Regions from separate parts of the Bos taurus genome. Here region 1 is linked to region 2. A link is a contact called in public Hi-C data. All regions are on one chromosome and are shown on one strand. Each heading gives the region's core, a stretch centred on a gene start, on an enhancer-like site or on the middle of the called end of the contact. The rest is flanking DNA. Distances are from core to core; before and after follow the strand shown.

Region 1 (2,938 bases), core at 390-2,889, 120 kb before region 2:
TGTAACATTAGGCAAGTTCTTCCCCTTCTCTAGTCTTCAGTTTCCAAGTGTACAAAATAAACATGTTGGGTTAGATGAAACACAAGGTACTTTTCAATCTGATACTATTCTGTTCTAAAGTTTGACAGGAGACAGAAAAGAAGCTTACAGAGGTTTGGTAGCTTGCCTAAGGTGACACTGTGCGTTGGTGGCGAGCAGTGACCAAGTCCAGGTCATCATTCTACCTACTGCCACACATGGCTACAGCCATCCCTTTCAAGCAGCCCTGTGGCCCCATGGCGAATTGTGAAACTGCTGTCCCAAGGCTCTTGCAATCACCCTTTTCTCTATTCCCTTGGGATGCTGGCAGCACGCAGAGGGCTGTGGGAGAGGGCTGTAAGCAGACTCTACCCTGGAAGTGGAGCAAAGATCAAATGGCTCTTTCTTCCTTGTCTTTGGTAAAATGAAACCAAAACCAACTCCTTAACTTAGAGGGCAGAGAGGCTGGTTGTAGAGGGCCCTCAGCCTGAATTTACGCGGACTCCCAACCTTGTGGAGTGTGAAGGCCCTTCTCCTGGGAGCAGGTGGATGTCCTGCCCAAATCTCTGCAGAATGAAACCAGATGAGGGGTGAGATTCAAAGCAAGATGCTTGACCCAGGAGAAGCAACACTGGGTCAAGGTGCAGACAGACTCCTTCCAGCATGGCTCTGAGAGACTTACTTCCTGAGTCACTTCACATTCCATCAAAAATGGGGAAGGAGGTATGCAGAAGGAAAGAGAATTATGCTTTAAACCTGATATTACCTTTGAACCCTATGACTGCTCTTGGGGACAGACACAGAAAGCATTTTCCTTGCCTATTTCCTTTGTAGTACAGTAGGAAAGCTAATTTTTTTTTTTTTAAGGAACTGAAGTAGACCAGCTTTGAATATTAGACATTATTATTAGCAAATCGATAAGTTTCATATAACTTAGGTCTTTCATTTCCTCCCCAAGAGAAAGCCACATGGCTTCACTAACCCTCCGACTAGGGGAACTCTTTTATTTTTTAAATTTAATTTTTATTTTTTTAACACCAAAAACATTTTGTGTTGGGGTATAGCCAGTTAACAACGTTGTTTGTGATAGCTTCAGGTGAACAGTGAAGGGACTCAGCCATACATATACATGTGTCCATTCTCCCCCAAACCTCCCTCCCACACCAGGCTGGCACATAACATTGAGAGAGTTCCATGTGCTCTACTACAGGGGGAACTCTTTTTTATAATCCTGCTTTGGATGTGACTTGCCCAGAATTACAAGAATGGCAGCAGCAGAGGCAAAAATTACCGACAGATTGCCTGACTCCTAGTTCCCACTCCCCGTTGTTGGAAGTGCATAATGGAAGTAAGAAAGGAAGCAGGTCTCCAGAGAGACAGACTGGCTATTCCTAAGCCTTTATAAAAATAAGCTTCAGATAATCAGAAGTTCGAGGTCAGAGGATAACTTAAGGCCATCACAAGTTGGCCAGATTGAACTCCAGTTCTCTAGAGAATTCTGGCCTTTTGGCAGCCAGATACAGAGCTGAACGCCAAGCCAGCCTGTGTTTAGGCGCAGCTCCAGCCTCCAGCTCCCCAAGCCCAGGCTCCTTGTGTGTCTCGGAGTTTAGCAGCAAACAGGATCCATTCCTGAACATACGCTTTTAATCAGAGACACTGGGACCTGGAGGGGACCTCAGGCATGATTTAATCCCTCTCACTTTGCAGATGTAGAAATCGAAGCCCAGATTGGGGGACAGGACATAGAATGCTTACACAAGGTCACTTGGCAATTTAGGAAACAACACAGTAGGGTGGAAAAGGGCGGTTTTGGGGATGGACCCTGGTTCCACATCCCAGTTCTGCCAATTATCAGCCAGGAGATCCCAGGTAAGTCGCTTAACCTCCCTGAATACCAGTGTGCTAATCTGTAAAACTGGAGGAGGGGGGCAAAATCAGATGGCCTGAATGGTGAGATTTTTGATAGTTAAATGAGATGAAAAATACCAAAGTGATTTGTAAACAGGAAGTCATTATTCATACTTCAATGTTAGGATTAAATGATAATAAAAACATACAGCCTAATAACAAGAGTGCACTCTTCTGAATGCTGTCTGCATGCCAAGTGTTTCATATACTTTGTTTCTTTTAACTCCTGAAACCCAAGAACTCTCACCAATAACCATTTGCTTGAGGCAGGGTTTAAACCAGGTCGTTTTCATAAGCAGGATTTCAATAGTCTCTTGCACAGTACCCTCAGTCCTGCGAAATCTGGGCCTGGGCTTCCATTCTCAAGCCACATTTGGCTCCCTGCTCCTCTCACCTCTTTTCTAGGGAATGGGAAATTCTTGGCTGTTGAAGACAGGACACTCTCCTCATGTCTGCTAACTCCAGGAGATATTATGGTACTCTGCACGAGGTGAAATAGTTGAAAATAAATAAGCAAATAAAATTAATTAAATCAAGAGTGACTTAATAGATGCATTAATGTTTCTTTTTCAACAATAGTTTTATTGAGGGCTAATTGGATGGGAAAGGGTCTTTGATTTCTATCCAGAATCCGTCAACTTCCAGCTAAGCCAGAGGCAAGATAAAGATGTTCCCAGATAATTAAGTCATATAGAAAACCTGAGCTTGCCAAGGCTTTCACACAAGAAATTGAGTGTGCATAGACATGGAACAGCCTTGTGTTTGCCAAGGGGAGAGGAGGATGGAGAGGGACGAACTGGGAGTTTCAGGTTGCTGGGTTGGTAGATGCGAATTGGGCTTCCCAGGTGACTCAGTGGTAGAAGAATCCCCCTGCAAATACAGGAGACACAGGTTTGATCCCTGGGTTGGGAAGATCCCCTTGAGTAGGAAATGGCAACCCACTCTAGTATCCTTGCCTGGAGAGTCCCACGGACAGAGGAGGCTGGCAAGCTACAGTCCACAGGGTCTCAGA
Region 2 (2,718 bases), core at 118-2,617:
GTGGCAACGGCTTCTTGGCTGATGACCAGATGCTTCCTTCCATTTTGACATGGTAAAATCAGGGTGCCTCAGCAGGACATCCAGATGAACTCTTGCTGTTCTTCCAAAATCCAGGTTTGAGCTCAGTCTGGATCAAGAAGAAAAAGTGCCATTATTCCCCAATTGGCTTTTTAGTACTTGCTTTATCTTTCCACACTTTCTCTTCCTGCCTTTTTCTCAAATTACCAAAGGCACAAACACTCCAAGTCACAAAACCTAAGACTTTCTTAATTTCTCTTCCTCCTTTCTAGTCCAAGCTAACCGAGGATCATTTAGTTTCCTCAGACACAGAATACCTACTCTCTAATCCGTGTAGTAATAATACAGAATTTGTTTTAGAATATTTATAAATTTAAACTTTTCACAGATTCTTAGTGTTCTTTAGCATTAGATGGCTCTTCTCTCCATTTAAGACAGATATCTCCAACACCTTCAGCATGCTGACATCAGATTATAGCATGGAGAGGGGCTGCTCCATGCAAAGCTTAAGAGGTCATCTTATTAATCAATTGGATAGAAGACTAATTTATTCATTCAACACATACTTACTAATCACTTAACCTGAACTCCTACAGTGCCCAAGATCCTGTAGCATGTACTTGTTATGCTACTTGAGATACTATAGTATGTACATCTTTCAATTAGACTATGAGGTCCTTCAGAAGACTCTGGCCTCAGCTTGCTGCTCCCTATCTTATGACATTGAGTGACTAACCTCACTTCTCTGGGCCTCAGTTTCCCCTTTGTGGTAGGTGGTTAAACAGAGCATTCTAAGTCCACAGATTCACTTTCTTCTCCTTCAATTTAGCAAATATGGATTAAGCACAGAACATAAAATCTACTAAAAGATCTCAAAGAAGGAGGGATCAAGAACTATTTAAAAGAAACCAGGTCATTGTTGAAGCTGGGAGATGGGTACACAGAATGTCACCACACAGCTCTGTCCACTTACCTGCATATTAGAAAATATCCTCCTAAGAAGAATAAAAACAAAGACAAAGAAAGCTAGCAGGTGTCACATTACAGGTCACCATTGAGCGGGATGGAAGCATGGGTAGGATTTCAGTGAGCCGACACTGGGTCAGGGGCCATTCCAGGCAGGGCACATCCTGAGCCAAAGCATTGAGACTGGAAAATACATGGTGTTTGCAAAGGACCCGGAGTAGTCATGTGTGGCCACAGCTCAGCATGTGAGGAGGGAGGGTGGGGGGGAGCCGAACTGGAAAGGTATCCTGGGGTCAGAGCTGAAGGGTCTAGAGAGGCATGGTGCTAACCTCACTGGCAAGGGAAAGTGACTTCATTGCTTAAGCACAAATTGGCTCTGTCCCTTGTCCGTCAGTCCGGTGTAGGCCTGGGAGAAGGGCCCGTGGCAGAAATTGGCAGAGGAGGGTGCTGGCAGCACCGCCAGGCTTGTTTCTTCACCAGGAAACAAAGTTTCCTGTAACTCAGACCCATGAATCAGCATTTCCTCTGTCAATAATACACAGCAAGAAATGCAACAGCACAGGGCTTAGGGTAATGGAAGAAAGGAAGGAATATTCCATGACACAGCTAGGCTCTGCTCTCCTTTCCTCTCATAAAACATTCCTGATAAGCTCCCAAATAACACTTGGGTTTCATAAGATAAGTTCCTCAAACAGCCTCACAGTATCATGTGAAGATTAAGTCCTCCAGAATACCCAGCTCTATTGTCATAGTATGTGCTTCTATCACCATTAGGATAAGGAAGATCACATTCTGAATTCTTTCATTATGTGATAACTAAACATTAATATAACTCTTCTATCCCTGTAGAAGTTTGAGTGTGTGTGTGATTTGCCTTTTAGTTTTTGCTCTTGTCCAATAATCTATTTGATTCTCATGATAATCCTGTAAGGTACAAAGGGAATATTATACCTATTTTATAAGAGCAGATACCAAGGCAGGGAAATGAAAAGCTTCTTCCCCATTGAATCTGTTTTAAAGATGCCAGAACTGTGACCAACTCTTCAGTCTCCAGTCCAAGGTTCTTTTCAAGGTTGCAGATGTTTAATAAGTAAATAAATAAATAAACTAATTTGTTTTAAATATATTGATGCTTTTGAATTGTGATGCTAGAGAAGACTCTTGAGAGTCCCTTGGACTACAAGGAGATCAAACAAGTTAATCTTAAAGGAAATCAACTCTGAATATTCATTGGAAGGACTGATGCTGAAGCTGAAGCTCCACAACTCTGGCCACCTGATGTGAACAGCTGGCTCATTTGAAAAGACCCTGATGCTGGGAAAGATTGAGGGCAGGAGGAGAAGGGGAAACAGAGGATAAGATGGTTGGATGGTATCACTGACTCAATGGACATGAGTTAAAGCAAACTTCAGGAGATGGTGAAGTACAGGGAAACCTGTTGTGCTACAGTCCATGGGGTCGCAAAGAGTTGGATACGATGTAGTGACTGAACAAGAACAAAGTATTAATTAATGATGTATTTAATTTAAAATATATATATATATGCATATGTTTTCTCAGCACCAGAAAGAATTTCATTCTCTCCCTTATTCATTGACCAGAAATTTATGGACCACACTCTCTTGGAGGTATGTTCAGTAGTGATCAAAACAAACAAAAGCTCTGCCTTCCTAAAACTTCCATTCTAATTGAGGCACTCAGAAAGTAACTGAGCTAAAAGCAAAATACAGAATA

What was found. Hi-C and Micro-C count contacts between places; a contact is called where the count stands out from the background.
Region 1: a contact with region 2 is called in a Hi-C map of liver, with 1.6 times the contacts expected there. The contact joins two enhancer-like sites. A contact is called at or near these places in 2 of 11 Hi-C or Micro-C datasets (liver and skeletal muscle).

What each region holds. Positions count from the first base shown.
Region 1 is chr1:79,446,947-79,449,884 of ARS-UCD2.0, reverse strand. No RefSeq gene overlaps it. Among named protein-coding and RNA genes, the nearest start is that of BCL6, 150 kb to the left of the region's middle. Within about 2 kb of position 1,639, at least 29 of the 102 cell types and tissues checked have an H3K27ac peak or open chromatin away from gene starts, as enhancers often do. A contact at or near this core is called in liver and skeletal muscle, where this site is marked.
Region 2 is chr1:79,325,255-79,327,972 of ARS-UCD2.0, reverse strand. No RefSeq gene overlaps it. Among named protein-coding and RNA genes, the nearest start is that of LPP, 190 kb to the right of the region's middle. Within about 2 kb of position 1,367, at least 31 of the 102 cell types and tissues checked have an H3K27ac peak or open chromatin away from gene starts, as enhancers often do. A contact at or near this core is called in liver and skeletal muscle, where this site is marked.